Regions from separate parts of the Macaca mulatta genome. Here region 1 is linked to region 2. A link is a contact called in public Hi-C data. All regions are on one chromosome and are shown on one strand. The core of a region is the stretch at or near the end of the contact, and the rest is flanking DNA. Distances in the headings are between cores, read along the strand shown. Region 1 holds the start of KDSR (3-ketodihydrosphingosine reductase). Region 2 holds the start of VPS4B (vacuolar protein sorting 4 homolog B).

What was found. A called contact is a pair of places that touch in the nucleus more often than the background predicts.
Region 1: a Hi-C map of liver shows a contact between it and region 2, with 2.5 times the contacts expected there. The contact joins the promoter of KDSR here to the promoter of VPS4B in region 2. A contact is called at or near these places in 3 of 14 Hi-C or Micro-C datasets (cortical neurons, fetal cortex germinal zone and liver).

The regions. Positions count from the first base shown.
Region 1 is chr18:17,522,474-17,525,939 of T2T-MMU8v2.0, reverse strand. It overlaps KDSR (3-ketodihydrosphingosine reductase), which reads right to left and starts at 2,203. Exons shown (of 10, transcript NM_001257943.1): 1 at 2,002-2,203. The coding sequence starts at 2,109.
Region 2 is chr18:17,466,637-17,470,351 of T2T-MMU8v2.0, reverse strand. It overlaps VPS4B (vacuolar protein sorting 4 homolog B), which reads right to left and starts at 1,843. Exons shown (of 11, transcript NM_001257678.1): 1 at 1,720-1,843. The coding sequence starts at 1,746.

The sequences.
Region 1 (3,466 bases), core at 954-3,453, 55 kb before region 2:
TCCCACGCAAATGCACCTATCTCTATGGGACTCATAGGCATCCCTTACTTCTTTTTAGCTTCAACCTGTCATCACTGAAGAGATTTACTTGGTGGATAATCAGCCAGTTATCAGCAGAAGATTACTGTAAAAATATAGCTGTTGTTGGCTGGGTGCAGTGGCTCGCGCCTATAATCCCAGCACTTTGGGATGAGGCGGGTGATTTTCTGCTTTTTTCCTGCAATTTTACTACTGTAACTAGATAGATAACACTACTATATAAAATTGTTCTAAAAATGAAACAATTGTTTTAAGTTTGTTCTTAATTATGTACAGTCTAACCATCAGCCCCCTCTCCCAACAATACCGCCCAGTCAACTCCTAACAAATCTCAAGAACAATAATTACACTTTTCACTCTTCTTATGACATTAAAAAAGAAGACAGATGGTGACACCATGCGAATTATTCATGTCATTCTCACATTATTTAGAGTCTGAAATAATAATCCTGCATATTAAAGCAGGATGGTAAAAATAAGAAATTCTTCTTGGTCCACCTGAACAGACACAGCATTTATTATTTCACCTACGACCTGCAGCGGGATGGGGTTGGAAGGACTGGAGCCAAGGTTCAGTGAAACTGTCTTACAAAGAAGGAATTCCAATTTTCATTCTGCGTTTAACTTTACTTTTTGCAAAGTTATGCTCTATAAACACAAGCTCTGAAAGGATCCAACGTTTAAAGCCATGCTTTTGAGGCAGCAGTTCTCTTGCGGATGTAAAACTTTCAGAATTTAGTGTGCCAAGTTTTGCCTTTCTCCTTATTTGTTTTTTGTAATGAGTCCACAGTCTTTCCCCATTAGGAACAGGAGGTGTTGGAAAAAGCTAATAGCTTTACAAAGGAGAAATTAAAGAGATACATTTTCGCATTCACAAACCCTTCTACAGATTTAAAGTACACTAAGAGAAATGACCATCTTATCTTACACCAGCTCAGCAGGGAGGCTTGGATCTCCGGTGCAGAGATAGGACAGGAAGAGGTGTGCGGCCAGCTTTGTAATCAACCCTCCTTATTCCTAACTCCCCGATTCACTATGCCTCGGGATTGGGAGATCCAAACAAGAAAGCTGGTGAGAAAGCCACTGCAAACGGGGAAGTGCTGGGCGCAGGTAACGAGGCATTCTCTCTGTTTAAGAAAGGTGCCACATTTGTACAACAGGGATCGCTGAATATGCGAGCTTCCGCCAAGAAACAAAAGACACCCATCCACCTCTCCTTCATTCCTCGCACACTAGCCCTGTCATTTAGCTCATCCTTCCCACTAGGAAACAGCAAAGGATTGCATTGGAGCAGCAATCAGCAGATGCCACGCTGAGCTCAGAGACAAGCAGTGTAGACGGGACAGGCGTCCCAATACCGCTAAGCCACCACCGCCAGCCCGCTGGGTTCTGAGCAGTTTCCCCAGGTGAGTCACTTCCTGGAATCCTCTGGCAGCGGCTCTTCCAGTCACTCGCACAGGCCATCTTCCAGTTCCGAGCTGCCTCGGCGGGTCCCGGTGGCTGGGACCCCACCTCCCCGCTGTTTGCCCCCGCCCGGGACCGTGCGCCGCACCCTGCGCACCACCGACCCCTGTGTTTTGGCAAAGTTTCTCAGCCTTTCTGTGCCTCAGTTGACTCATCGGAAAAACTGAGGACAAAACATCCACATCCCAGGGATGTTGCGTGGATTCACGAGCAGCCACCGAACCCCTGGGCCCCGGGAACCCTGCGGCTGGCGCGGTCCCCCGTCGCACGCTCTCCCGCCCTAGGAGGAGCCCGAGGCAGTGGAGGGCGGGTCCGCGAGGCCGGGTGCCGGGGCCGGGGCGAAAGCGCCGGGGTGGACGGCGGCAGATGACCTTCCCCATTTGGCCATGCCTTCCTGGAGACCGCGGCCTGGAAAAAGGGACGCAGGCGGCGCGGCCTGGGCGGCAGAAAGGCCGCGCGGGCGGGGAGGTCGGGGCGCAGCAACAGGAGGCCACTCACCACCACATGCGCCCCGGGCAGGGCGAGGGGCTTGGGGCTGATGAGCGGAGACACCATGTAGAGCAGCAGCACGAAGGCCACGAGAAAGGCGGCAGCCAGCAGCAGCATCGCTCCGCGGGGCCCGGGGCCCGGAGCGGCCGGGCGGGGGGCGCCAGGCGGGGCGCGCAGGGCTGGGCGGCGGCGAAGCGAGAATCACGCGCGGTGGGCGGGCGCCTGGAGTGTTTGGGTTTGCGGGCCGGGGCGGGCCGCTGCGGAGGGGAAGAGGAGGAGCCGGCGCGGGCACCACCCAGGCGGGGCGGTGCTTCCAGGGGACGCGTAGGCTGCCCCCGCCGCCACCTCCGGAATCGCCTCTGGGGGGTCGCCGGGTGTCTCCCACCACCACCCCCTCGGGACGGGGCCCACAGTCCGCAGCCTCTCCCGTGGAAACCGGGCCTCCCGTCCCTGAGCGCTGCGAGCGGGCTCTGGGCAGCGCCCGATGCGAGCGCTCCGGGAAAGGCTGCGAAGACTGGCTCTTCGGGGGCTCGAGTGGCTTCTTAGGACCCCCGCAGGGCGGGGTTTCCAGGCCTGCCACGGCCTCCAGTGTGGGCGTGACGAGCGCTCCTCCCCGGAGTTCCGCCCTCGGCTTGGGACCACCCGCCGGGATGCTCGGAGGCCCTGGGGCATCGGAAAGGGCGGCTGGAGGCTCCCGGAGCCGGATCAGCCTGGGAGCCCGGCGACTACGCTCTGAAATCCTGGGCTCCATTCCGTATTTTCTTGGCGTTCTTAGAAGATGGTCACAGCCCACTTTCGCTTTTCGGAGGACCTGAAAGCCTTAACAGGGAGTTCTGAGAAATCACCAAAGTAATTCAATTTCATTGAGTTCAGAGTTCATTTTTACCAAGCAGGTTCAAAACAAATAAACAACAAACGCAAACAACTCAGCTTTATTAAGGTCTCATTCACATACTATACCATACAATTCCCGATTTAAAGTGCATAATAGGCCGGGCGAGGTAGCTCAGGCCTGTAATCACCGTCCTTTGGGAGGCCAAGGTGGGCGGATCACTTAAGATCAGGAGTTCGAGACCAGCCTGGCCAACATGGTGAAACCCCGTCTCTACTAAAAATACAAAAATTAGCTGGGCATGGTGGCATACGCTTGTAATCCCAACTACCTGGGAGGCTGAGGCAGGAGAATCGCTTGAACCCGGGAGGCAGAGATTGCAGTGAGATCGTGCCACTGCACTCCAGCTTGGGCGACAGAGCAAGACTCCGTCTCAAAAAACAAAAAATAAAAATAAAGCTCATAATAAATTGTTTTTAATATAGTCACAGTTGTGGACCCATCACTACCATAAATTTTAGAACATTTTTGTCACAACCCCCCAAAATCCTATACTTATTAGCAGTTACGACCCATTTCCTCCCAAGCCCTGCCCAAGCCTAAGCAATCCCTCATCCTTTCTGTCTCTATAAACTTGTCTAT
Region 2 (3,715 bases), core at 594-3,093:
AAATCGCATGCGAAGTCTCTGACAAATGAAAAGTTGGTGAAATAAAAATTGTTAAAAAGCCAACGATGACAAGATGGGCACTTCAGAAGGGTCACCTTTAATACTCAAGGGAAAAACACTTTTACCAAATGACCAACGCTTTTTCCAAATACGTTTACCGAAAAGAACCTTTCCAAATAGGACTACAAAAAGCTACAAAAACCTCACGTGAAGATTGCTGAATCTTAGTTTAACACAACCTTGGTGAAAAAGATACAGTCGGCCGGGGGTGGTGGCTCACGCCTGTAATCCCAGCACTCTGGGAGGCTGAGGTGGGCGGATCACCTGAGGTCAGGAGGCCAGCCTGGGTCAACGTGGTGAAATCTCATCTCTACTAAAAATACAAAAATTAGCCAGGAGTTGTGGTGGGCAACTGTAGTCCCAGCTACTCGGGAGGCTGAGGCAGGAGAATCGCTTGAACCCGGGAGATGCAGGTTGTAGTGAGCTGAGATCGAGCCACTGCACTCCAGCCTGGGCGACAGAGCAAGACTCCGTTTCAAAAAAAAAAGAAAGAAAGAAAAGAAAAAGACACAGACAAATCAACACTTGACTTATTCTACAAAATGAGTCATTGCTGCAATTATATAATTATTTTGTGAAAGATTTAAAAATTTTTTTTTATAATCTTCTAGGTCGATTTTCAAGACAAAAGTCCCAAGCAAGCCTCCTTTCCCACTCTTTTTGTGTATGCGTGCGTGAAATTTTAATCTCTGTTTAAGTGGGTCTACTTTGAGTGGTCTTTCTTCAGAATCAATTATCATGGACTAAGGAGTTCTTCCATTACCTTTGATGCCTCTATCAGGCACTCCAATAAAAGTTGAAATGCTTGTTCAACAACCTACCGGAAGTCCAAGACGGGGATTCAATACAAGTATTTTAGGCTACTTTCTTCCCTTATTGACTTACTGGACTGGGAGTCCTCTACATTAAGCCACATTACATTCTAAACTCCACTGAAGCCCTAGATCCATTCTGGGGATAGGAGACACCATTACATGAATTTCTTTTCTGAAAGAATTCTATTCCACAGAAGACTAACGATTAAGCCTAAAATCTTAAGATTCCATGATTTGTGTACAAAACACTGTGCTCATTGCGGTAGAAGAGGGGAACTGGAGCCACACAGAAGTTTAAGAATAGTCCTCGATCTTACACACTACAATCTGGGGGCCACAGGAGACTGCACATAAATTCAATGACTTCACGCAGACTGTATGTAGCCTGGCTGTAATTTCAGATTCTTAGTCTGTTCCCATATTTCTACTCATCTGACAGCTCAGAATAAAGGCATCTGCTGTCAGCTTGAGAAACTAAGACCGAACTATGATCACTCTATTTTCAACTGGTCTAGAACATGGCTTGGCAAAAATTACGTTCTTTCTCCCTTAACCCTGATTGGAGAGATCTGCCCAGATCTTGGCTGGTTTGGGGACGTGAAGACCCAACAAAAGGGAGCAGTATCACAAAGTCAGTGGCTCGGGAGACCCCAAGACCGGGTCAGAAAAGACCTTTCCGCTGGAAAACGGGCCCCTCTCCCACCTGCGGCAGGTCCCCGGACCCGCCCTCCTCCTTCCCGACCACAGGCGCGGCCGCTTCCTCCCTTCTCCCCGCCCCCCACCCGCTTCTCGCGCCTCCCCTGGGTCCCAGCTCCCTAGGGGAACGGGAGATGAGCAATGATACCTGGAGGTTGGGCGAAGTGGATGACATGGCGGAGTTCCCAGGCGGTTCCCAAGGGGAACGAGGGGCGAGAAAAGCCAACGGCAGCGACGTCCAACCGCGCCCGGGGTAACAGCCCCCAAACTGGGGAGTCCGGAGGTTCTCGGACCGCGAGCAGCAGCCTCCCTTCCGGAACTTGTTTTCAGACAACACTCTCTCCACTAGCAATCGGACCCTCCCCACCAAACTTCCGCAATCCCGAGCCCCTCTAGGTTCTGGTCCCGCCTCTGCTCCGGGCACTTCCGATTTCGTCATCAGCACGCGCGCACCCAGTCACCAGACTCCCTTCTCTCGCCACAGCGAAGGCCCTCCCTAGGCCGGGAGAAGTAGCCTGGAACCCAAACGAGCCCTGGCGGAAGTCGGGCTCGGCGCAGGCGCACTGAGACTCTGGCCTAGGGGCGGGGCGGCAGCCTGGCCGACCTAGGATAGCGCAAGCGCGGAAGCACAGAGCCGGTTGTGGGTTTTTTTTTTTTCTGTTTTGTTGTTGTTGTTGTTGTCGTTGTTTGTTTGTTTTTTCCCCACCCCCAGGGACGTCTTTTACTTTGAGATGAATTATTGGTCCTGGCTCCCTTCCCTCCTCATCCACGTGCCTTGTTGCCTCGCAGCGTTTGAGTGAAAAACTCATCCATTTCCAAGACCCGCCGTCTGGGGGCTTTGGGCCTGTGACTGCGCCTCCCTCACTGCGTGTCCTCTGTGGAATGGGGGCGATCACAGTCCTCGTCTCGGTGGTGAATAATTCAGGAGGGAGTGCGCGGTGAGGCGGCTGCGCAGCGATGCGTTAGCAGTCAGGCCGCGGGCGGGTCGGCGCTCGTTCCTGCTTGTTCTTCCCACGCCACTCGGCATCTTCCAAATGACTGTTGTGTTGGGAAGATGAACGTAAATAAGGCGTGGACGGCCGCTGTCCTCGAGTATATGTTCTAAGAGGGAAGCACTTGTCCTGTAAAATGGGCATTATGCCGGTTATGTTTACAGGCAAATGGCTTGAGGTTAAATGCGTCAGGGATTAGAGGCAGAACCAAGGTAAAACCCTTTCTTAGCCTTCCTATGGTTTGCAGCCACCACCACCGTTTTCTTCTTTTCATAGTTAACCTTCTCAAAGGAAAGCAACGTAGATGTTTAATCACTCCATCATTTTTTTCTCACTCATTCCTTAATTTTTTCTAATCTGGCATCTCCGAAAGAATTAAAGTCTTCTTCTCCTCCCTCTTCATTGGTATTGTCAACTACCCCGTTCTTATTTGTCCGGCTTCCTAATGTTCGTTTTCTACCTCCTTCACTGTCTCCCTTTCTTACTCCTCCCTGAGCTTAAGCTGAATTTACTCAAGAGTCTGATGTCCTCTTCTCTCTTTCTTCTCCACCTCTGCTCATCTTATTCTCTTCTTGAGCTTCAGCTATCAATAGACTAGAAGTCGCTTCAAATCTGGATTTCTAGACCCACCGCATCCCCTGCCCAGCATTTACAACAGTCTCACAGAGGTTTCCTTCACAGGGTTTTTCTGCAAGACAAATTCAACATACTCAAATGAATTACCTTCTACCCTAAACTTCTTTCTCTGGTCTCTCCTTAGAATAGTATTGCCAAATCTGTATCATCCAGGCTCAAAGCTCAGAGCCCTGTCTCTGCCCTGCATCTACCAGTCCTTTCTCCCTACTTGTGAAATTGCCTTTGCAAAATGATGACTGAGACAGTGAAAGAGATATAACTTAACCAACTCCATCTTGCTTCTAACCTCCAAGATGTCCTTGTACATTCCTGGGCATAGGCTGCACTAACTGTGGGAGAAACTAAGTTTATAATTTAAGCAAAGATGGGCCAGGTGCGGTGGCTCAAGACTGTAATCCCAGCACTTTGGGAGGCCGAGGTGGGCCAGTCACTTGAGGTCAGGAGTTCGAGACCAGCCTGGCCAACATGGTGAAACTCCATGTCTACTAAAAGTACAAAAATTAGGCCGGGCGCGGT